Linked DNA regions of Pan troglodytes: region 2 is linked to region 1. A link is a contact called in public Hi-C data. All regions are on one chromosome and are shown on one strand. Each heading gives the region's core, a stretch centred on a gene start, on an enhancer-like site or on the middle of the called end of the contact. The rest is flanking DNA. Distances are from core to core; before and after follow the strand shown.

Evidence for each region. Hi-C and Micro-C count contacts between places; a contact is called where the count stands out from the background.
Region 2: a contact with region 1 is called in a Hi-C map of stem cell-derived neural progenitor cells, with 4 times the contacts expected there. The contact joins the enhancer-like site here to the promoter of ARHGEF26 in region 1. A contact is called at or near these places in 1 of 7 Hi-C or Micro-C datasets (stem cell-derived neural progenitor cells), 1 of 1 datasets of contacts at active chromatin or transcription factors (stem cell-derived excitatory neurons) and 1 of 1 other capture datasets (stem cell-derived neural stem cells).

What each region holds. Positions count from the first base shown.
Region 1 is chr2:157,333,261-157,337,593 of NHGRI_mPanTro3-v2.0_pri, forward strand. ARHGEF26 (Rho guanine nucleotide exchange factor 26) reads left to right here and starts at 2,877. Exons shown (of 14, transcript XM_054681196.2): 1 at 2,877-2,966; 2 at 3,389-4,333. The coding sequence starts at 3,440.
Region 2 is chr2:157,462,849-157,467,481 of NHGRI_mPanTro3-v2.0_pri, forward strand. The region is part of intron 11 of ARHGEF26 (Rho guanine nucleotide exchange factor 26); the gene reads left to right. Among named protein-coding and RNA genes, the nearest start is that of DHX36, 79 kb to the right of the region's middle. Within about 2 kb of position 2,538, at least 7 of the 24 cell types and tissues checked have an H3K27ac peak or open chromatin away from gene starts, as enhancers often do. A contact at or near this core is called in stem cell-derived neural progenitor cells, where this site is marked.

The sequences.
Region 1 (4,333 bases), core at 1,627-4,126:
CAATTCATGTATCATGCAGGACTATGGTTAAGGCATGAAACTACAATTTGTGAGAAACTTTCTCCTGGCCATTAATAGAGAAGCTGCATAGCTTGTAGTGACATACAGTTCAGTTGAACAAGAAAACTATGTGTTTAGTCAAATGGGATAGTGCCAGCATCACATCTGCAGAATGAGTGTCATTGTCTAGGAGGCAAATCCCAGGAACAAGACTGGAACATCCTTTTAAGAAATGGTGCACTATCAACAATATTGTGTGGAAAAACACACATGAATGCTTTTCATGAAAACGTATTCAGAAGAATCAGGCTCAATGTTCGGGACTTCGGTAAATTCATTTTGCTTATATTTTCCTTTCCTACATACACACAGTACTAAGCAAATCTATGTATAAGTGTCTAAAAGCACTAAGTATAAAGTAAAAATTCGATATGACATAACATATTGTCATAGTTTTATTAGCAGCTCTTTTCCTTTCTTTTGAGTGGAACATATAATTGAAGATAGGTTAGACTTGAATAGATAACAATAAATTGAATAGGCACTAGGTCTGTGAGTTTGTAAACTTCCCTCAGTGAAGGACCAGAGCTTGGTGTTTTGTTGTTGTTTTGGTAGGTATTTTGTTGTCTGTTGGAAATGAGGTAAGAAGATCCTATGAAGTCGTCACAAATATTGGTTACACTTGTTTGTAGAAGCAACATAATTTCAAGAAAAGCCACCTTCTCACATCACCTTTTACCGCTTCTTAACATAGGTCACAGGTTGCATTTTGAATTAGGTGAATACTCCATTTGTCAGTAGGTAACCACTTTTGAAATTAATTTATTATATTTCCCCAATATAACAGCAATACATGTTGGTATAGAAAACACCTTATATTAAAAAAAAAGTCTATGTATCTACATGCGAGTATGTAATCAGCCATGTCTTCCACCCAATTTGGAAAATTTCTTTCTTAAAAATTTTCTTAGGCCAGGAGCGGTGGCTCACACCTGCAATTCCCAGCACTTTGGGAGGCCAAGGTGGGTGGATCACCTGAAATTGGGAGTTCGAGACCAGCCTGACCAACATGGAGAAACCCTGTCTCTACTAAAAATACAAAATTAGCCGGGCGTGGTGGTACATGCCTGTAATCCCAGCTACTCGGGAGGCTGAGGCAGGAGAATTGCTTGAACCCTGGAGGCGGAGGTTGCGGTGAGCCGAGATCGCATCATTGCTCTCCAGCCTAGGCAACAAGAGCAAAACTCCGTCTAAAAAAAAAAAGTTTCTTATACATTTTTTGATGCCGTTTCTTTTTTTCTTTGTTTATGAAAATGTCTCAGATCAAAGTAATATATCTTCATTGTCCAGTATATTTCGTTAAGTATAGAAAAATATAAAGCAGCATGAAACATACTATCCTTCATCTCACCACCCAGAGATCACATCTTAATATTTTTGGCCATTGCATTCAATCTAGGGCAAAAACAGGCAGCATAACTTGCACACAGTGGATGCTCACTGCATCCCTGCTGAATGCATGAATGCTGAAAGAGAACTTGGAGAAGGGCCCATTTGTCTTGCTAATAGAATCAATTATACAGCTCTTAAGGTCTAAAATTATTTGTCTTCTCAAGTTTGCCTCATTATTGTCACACAGCAGGAGCCTGGCCAAGACACAGCCATCTTTCTACTATTTGACAACGAAGCACTTTGGAAGGAATGGTCACTGTTTTCACTTCATTCCTGTCATTCATTCTCTCACTCATTAAATAAATATTAAGTGCCCACCATGTGCCGGAAATACGGAGAAGAAAAAAAAAACATGACCCCTGCCCTCATGCAAATTACCGTGTAAAGACAAAAGACAATAAACATAAACACATAAATATATATATATATATATACAAAATTTTATAAGTGCAGAAATAGAAGAGAACAAGTGGCTGGGAAAATAAACGGGGCAATGGTATAATTAAGGAGGGGACAGGGAAGGTCTTTCTGATGCAGTGACAAGTCAGGTCAGGAAGGAACGAAAGGGAAGGTTCTGAGGCTGTCAAACTTTGAGTGTGGCCAAAAAAATAATGAAGAAAGTGATGGAGGAAAGACTAGGCTGAAGAAGTAGGGCAGTAGTGAAGTGTCTTGTAAGCCATGCTAAGGATTTTGAGTTTTATTCTATGTACTGTTGGAAACCAATACTTTTTTTGTAGTGTAAATTGAGCTTATTTTTCATAGGTAGGTTTCAAGATGCAAAGCATACAAGGACCAAAAATAATTATATGAAAACTCTCCCTCCCTCCGGTTTCGTAGCCACCCAGTTTCCCTCTTCAGAGCTGCCAGTCTTTCCTACGGAAAGACTCTAGGCACAAACAAGCCCATCTATCTGTTTATATTATAATGCATTTTCAGCACTGGGACGAGCCCATCTGATTAAGACCACCTGAATGCTGAGAGGGCATGACTCTGCGTTAGAACTCTGCGCTACTGCCCACGCATCTCACAAAGTCTACTACGCCGCGCGTTCTCGGTTTCAACGCACCTCCAGGATTCAGGGCTTCCTAAGCTGCAATTCAGCAGGGCTCCCTTGCTTGTTCTCACTCTGTGCCCCCGGCAACGACCCCGCGCGCCTACACTCCCGTGCTGCCTCAGCTACTAGTCCGCAACTTCTAGCCCCAAACGCTGGAGCTCAGAACTCAGCTCAGGTGCGCTCGTCTGTTTCCCGGGGAGACTGGGGCTGATTGTAGGCACGCGGGGGCGGGAAGACAGCTTCTTGCTTCTGGCTGCGATGGAGGCGGATCTGGGCGGGGCCGAAACGGGGGCGGGGCCAAGTGTGGGGGCGTAGTCAGGCGTTGGGGGCGGGCCGGCGCCGGCGCCGCGGTCGGCGGCAGCGTTCTCCTAAGCTCTCGCGGCTGCGCTTCGGTCCCGGACCCGGGCCACCCACGGGGTAGTGGGTGCTCCTCGGCCCCGGACATTGCAAGCCCCAGAAGGTAAATTTGCCTGGGAGCCGCGCACCTGGAGCGCGAGGGTACCCATGATGAGGGCGGGAGGCTGGATGGCGACAGAAGGGAGCGTCCCGCGGCGAGTTTCCCAAGAAAGCTGAACTCGTCCCAAGTTTCTTGTGCCTCGGCTTGCACTCAGTAAATTGGTGGCGGGCTCGTTTGCTGCGGGTGGTCTTTTGGCGCGGGAGGGACGCGGAGGTGATTGGATTAATCCGCCTGGGCGGCAGCCCAGATTTCTGCCGGGAACCGCGCACCGCAGTGGTGCAGTTTTTGCCCGAGAAAGGGCGGGTAAGTGCGGTGCAGTCGTGTCCTGCGCAGCAGCAGGGGGACCGCTGGACTGGGAGCACGCGAGTCGGCCAGGCGTCCCCGGTTGTCCAGAGGCACAGTTTCCTAACTTCTTTCCTCTTTAGGCAAGACTAACTCGGTGTTGCTCCTCCCGGCGCTGACTTCGAGGCCCGGCTATGGACGGCGAGAGCGAGGTGGATTTTTCTAGCAACAGCATAACCCCTTTGTGGCGGAGGCGGTCGATTCCTCAGCCCCACCAGCTTCTGGGCCGGAGCAAGCCGAGGCCCCAGTCCTACCAGAGCCCCAACGGGTTACTAATTACGGATTTCCCGGTGGAGGACGGAGGGACGCTCCCCGCAGCGCAGATTCCCGCCCAGGTGCCCACCGCCTCGGACAGCAGGACGGTACATAGGAGTCCCCTGCTTCTGGGCGCCCAGCGGAGAGCGGTGGCCAATGGTGGGACGGCATCCCCGGAGTACAGGGCTGCCTCTCCTCGACTTCGACGGCCCAAGTCACCCAAGCTCCCTAAAGCGGTGCCGGGCGGCTCCCCGAAATCCCCAGCAAATGGCGCGGTGACCTTGCCTGCGCCGCCGCCGCCGCCGGTTCTGCGCCCCCCGCGGACTCCTAACGCGCCCGCCCCCTGCACCCCCGAGGAGGACCTTACTGGGTTGACTGCCAGCCCGGTGCCTTCGCCCACTGCAAATGGCCTTGCCGCTAATAACGACTCTCCTGGGTCAGGTTCGCAGTCCGGCCGGAAGGCAAAGGACCCCGAACGGGGGCTCTCTCCTGGGCCCCAGAAAAGTTCTTCGGAACAAAAACTACCCCTCCAAAGGCTGCCCTCCCAGGAGAACGAGCTCCTCGAGAATCCTTCCGTGGTTTTGAGTACAAACAGCCCCGCCGCCCTCAAAGTGGGGAAGCAGCAGATCATTCCGAAGAGTCTGGCCTCGGAAATTAAAATAAGTAAATCCAACAATCAAAATGTGGAGCCCCACAAGAGACTCCTCAAGGTGCGCAGCATGGTGGAGGGCCTAGGAGGACCACTGGGTCACGCAGGGGAGGAGACTGAGGTC
Region 2 (4,633 bases), core at 1,288-3,787, 130 kb after region 1:
TTTTTTGTTCCTTTGCCTGTGTTTTTCATACTTCCTGGAATGCCCTCTTCAGGCCTCCTCAGATGGCCAGATAGCTCCTCTTAGGGCCCATGTCAAGCCTTTCCTCTGCTGAGGAACCTCTCAGTACTGCACACTGCAGTCTCATCCTGAGAATGCCCAGTGCTCGCTGTGTGTGCCACTCATTAGTTCACTTTTCCCCTCATGTTTTCTGTCTTACCCACCCTCCACTGTATGACTCCAAACTCCCAGCCTCCTGCTACATCCTTCCTTTCCTTTACAGAACTTCTCAAGAGAGTGGCCTTCATTTCTCCAGATTAATTAATTCAGTGGATTTTTGTCAGGCACCTACTTCCCATCAAGTGTTATTCTCAGTGCTGGGATGTAGCAGTGAACCATACAGAGATCAGATCTCTGCTCTTAGGCTTATATCCAAGTGAAGAACCGATCCCCTTGGGCTTCCTGCTCTTAGGAAGGGTGACTTTGGATGGAAGGGAGCTTTGGCCAGTCTGCCTGGGCAAATGGTCTGCAATGAGCTAGGATGATGGGAAAGTATTTCTTCTTGATCCAGTTAAAAATAAAGGATCATTTCAGGTAGTGGTAAGTGCAGTGAAGACCCTAAAGCTGGTGATGTGATCCGGAGTGAGTGCTAATTGGGGGGTGGTGAGGATATGTACTCCAACTTAGGTGGTGCAGAAAGACCTCTCTTAAGAGGTGATATTTGAGCCTTGAGTGAAAAGGAGGAGTCAACCCTTAGGAAAATGCAGAGTCAGAATGTTTCAGCCAAAGGGAACAGCAAGCGCAAAACCTCTAAGGAAACGAGTTTAGTGTTCTCAAACTTGGCTTGAACATGGAGAATGTGGCTGGAGCAGAATAAACCAGGGAGAGGGTGGCAGTCAATGGGCAACAAAGTCCAGTTTGTCTTCAGAGCTACCCCAGTGCTGTCTGTGGGCCATCAGTCCTCAAGTAGTTACCAGCCTGGTATGTAGGAAGCAGTTTGACATTTCTGAGGCATCAAAACTTGTGATTATTTTAACAATTAATTTATTTTTACTGTATTTCTAAAAATGCTTGGTCTGCAATGGATTCAAGGGGTGGAGACTGGTTCTCTACCAGAGATATCTCGAGAAACACTGATTTAGAACCACATAAGCCATAGCAGGAAGTTCCAGGAACAACAGGGGCCCTGGGGACGGAAGTTTCAGTGGGGCAAACAATAAGAACCCTAACCCTAATCCTGTTGGAGTAGTCGAGGGGAGTCCCGATGTTGGCTTGGACCGTGATATGTAAGAGGAGATAGAAATGTTATATTTTGGAGACAAAAACAACAGGACCAACTGATGGACTAGATGAGTTGAGGTGGCAGTAAGTGGAAGAGAGGAATCGATGACATTTAGATTTTTGGCGTGAGCTGCTGGCGTGAGCTGCTAGCTTGAGTTGTTTCTTAATCAAGGTAGGGGTACGTGCAGTGAGTTGTTAGCTAGTTAAGTTGTTTCTTAATCAACCTTGGCGTGACTTCTTCCTCTGGCACCCTGTTGAGGCCTCTCCATCAGATTAACAGGCTTCCTAGTTTCACACCCAGCAGTCCAATCTTCCTTTCTTTACCTCTAGTATCATTTAGTTTTATTGACCATCCAGCTCTTTCATGCTAACCCTTTTTTTGAGATTATGTTTTTCTCAGCCTCTTATCTATGCTCTTAGTTTGCCTCTCACACCTATGACCATTCCTCTTCTCTGTCTCTTCAGAAATGCAGCCTGTCCAAAACCAAACATCAACACTGCCCGTGGCTTTCCCCGACACACACATTTCTGTAAATGGTACTATTGACACTCTTTTGCGTTATCCAGTCTGGAGACTTGGTGCTGTTTTTGATGCTTCTGTGTCAGAACAGATCCATCACCTGCCAGTTCTTCCTGTGTAAAAGTCTATTTCATCTTTCCCCATCTTTCCATTCCACTGCCTCCTTCCTAGGTCAACCACATGGCTTTTGAACTACCCCAATGGCCTCCTAGCCATTCTCCTCTCCCATCAATACAGTAGTTTTATCACTAATCCCTAAGCTCAGCTCTAGTTTTGTCCTTTCCTTGCTTTGTACGTAGCGAGTAGGTTCCCAATAAATATTTTTGGGATTGACCCATAATTATTATAACTAGCTTTTCTCTATCTGAGACAAGGTAGAAGAGTAACCAGGTGTGGAGAAAAACTGCTTCCTGTCTCTATTTACTGCCCTTTTTGTTACTGCTGGAGCAAGTTTTTCCCAAATTTTACTTGTTTTTCAATTTTTTGCTATTAAGGATTCAGTCAAATGTTTTTTAGGATGTACGTCGAAGTCATGTATACTGTGTTATATCTGTTTGTCCATGACAGGCCCTAAGTCATGGTATCGTCAATGAGACAATAGTCTGTGAAAAATACAAAAGCCTACCCTTTATAAAAGGACAAAGGAAGAATGTTTTACCACTGTCATTCTTTTTTCCCTCTGGGCCTTTCAAGAGGAATGTGGGAGCCAGAGAGCCCCCTTTGTCTGCCTTCATTAAAATGAAGCACAGACAGCTGCAGCTGGCACACACAACAGGCTGTGGCAAGTGGAGTCCTTGGCTTCCTGCATTTGTAGTAAAATTTAGATGTCATTTGGGTGTAGTGTATACCGTCATGAAACATCTAGGACATGTTCAGTGATGAACACAAACTTTCCTCACTCATTATATGTCAGTTATAGGATATGATGACCTTAGCCCATAATCAAATATCCTTCTCAAAATTTCTCCCTCACAGAGCTAGAAGCATAATGAATGTGGTTGGTGCTGTCAACCATCCAGACACCAATTCCTGGGCCTCCTGATAAAGGGGCATTGTTTGCAGGGAGTCTTTGAGCTTTTCCTGCTTCTGTTAATGATTTAATTAACAACAGGAAGTACATGGAATGGAATAAAATTGTAAATAGTATCTCTGACATAGTCATATACTTCATCCTTTTAGAAAAATCACAACATAAAGACAGTATACATGGAAACATTTTATTTATTGTAGGGTATAGCATTTTTTTCCTTGTTAAATCTAAATTCTAAGTCCAGTCATAATCTTACATTTATCTAGTGCCTGTCAAAGGATCTGATCTTAATGTGGTCCTCATCACCAACCCCAATAGGACAAGAGGTCTTTTATCAGCAGGAAAACATCATTGACCTGCTTCAGGTTAACTGAAGGATTCTGGACCAGATTTTTTAGGTCTGAGCTAATGTAATATGATAAACAAGAAATAATTGATTTAACTATATAGCATGTGACAAAAATCTAAATTTTAGAACTCTTAGTGGGCTAGGGATATTATTTTGCTTCAGTTAGCTTTTTTAAAATTTGGCAAATTGAACTGATATCTAGTTTTTTAAGGCCTGGTCTCAGCATGTTTAATGACTTTTTTTCACGCTATGGGCTTTCTTTCATGGATCAGTTTTCTGAACTAATCTAGTTGAATTGAGTTTGTGAGGGAATGAACAAACAACTATCTTCACAATCCTATTCTTTACAAAGGTTCGAAGGACTTTAGAGAATTCAAAAGGAACCACAGGTAAATGTGTAGGCTGTAAAAAGAAACACAAAAGGTAACTGGTCAAATGCCACTTTGGGAGGGATAAAAGGAAGGTTAAAGAGCAACTAAGGGCTCTTTTCTTCTATTGAGAAATCAGGAAAACCCTGTTAGTGATGGAGTCCTCAGCCAATGTTCTGTTCTGTGCAGCCTCACCTGCAGCCCTGTCTCTGTGATTTCAAAGCCTACTTCCTACTTTCTCAGTATGTATCTATGTTTTGTAGCTGATGCCTGGTATTCCATAAGAAGTGAGACTTTGCTGTATCTTTGACCTTCATGCAATTAAGTTTAAACCTACTGTGCATAATGAATTATATGAGACAGGACAAGGTGCTACCATAGCTGATAGGAAACTGTAGAAACATCATTTCATGCCATGCATGGAGAACTTGAGGGTTATGAAAAGACTACATTTATAGACATTTAAGTTAAAGGAGTCTCTTTTCAATTTCGTCTTCTTTCTCTACGTAGGTCAAATGTTTTGGTAGAGTGTTCCATTTCAGCACACTGCATGCTGTATTGGATTTTGTGAGTGTTTTCTGCTCTGTGTGTTCCCTCATACTGAGGGCGGTAAAAAGCAAGAGACTCCAGTGTATTTGCTGTGCACCTCTCCAAGCTAGCCCAGGGCCTGTGCAAAGTGAATGTGGGTGGAGGAAGGAGTGGTAAGGCGAGTCTTGAAAGTTGACATGCCGCAGATGGGCTTCAGTGCAGCATTGCTTACTCTTGTCACTTTGTGCAAAGGGAAAAGTCTGTGAACTGGCTGTGTGGTAGATTGTGAATTCATCTCAATTGTTTTATATCGATATGTCCCTGGAGAAAATAGATATCTGTCTGTGAGTGAGCCCTAGACTTCATGTCTAAATTTAATCGTGGGTAAGTCTATGCCCTGGTTTTTCCTGTCCCTAGAATCCATCTTATAACAACTTAGTTCCTGCTTTAGAGATGTAGTACTTTCTGCTTCATAGCTGGGGGAGCTCCTTAGCAGGCTCTTTTTTTTTTTCTTTTTTTTTTGAGATGGAGTTTTGCTCTTGTCGCCTAGGCTGGAGTGC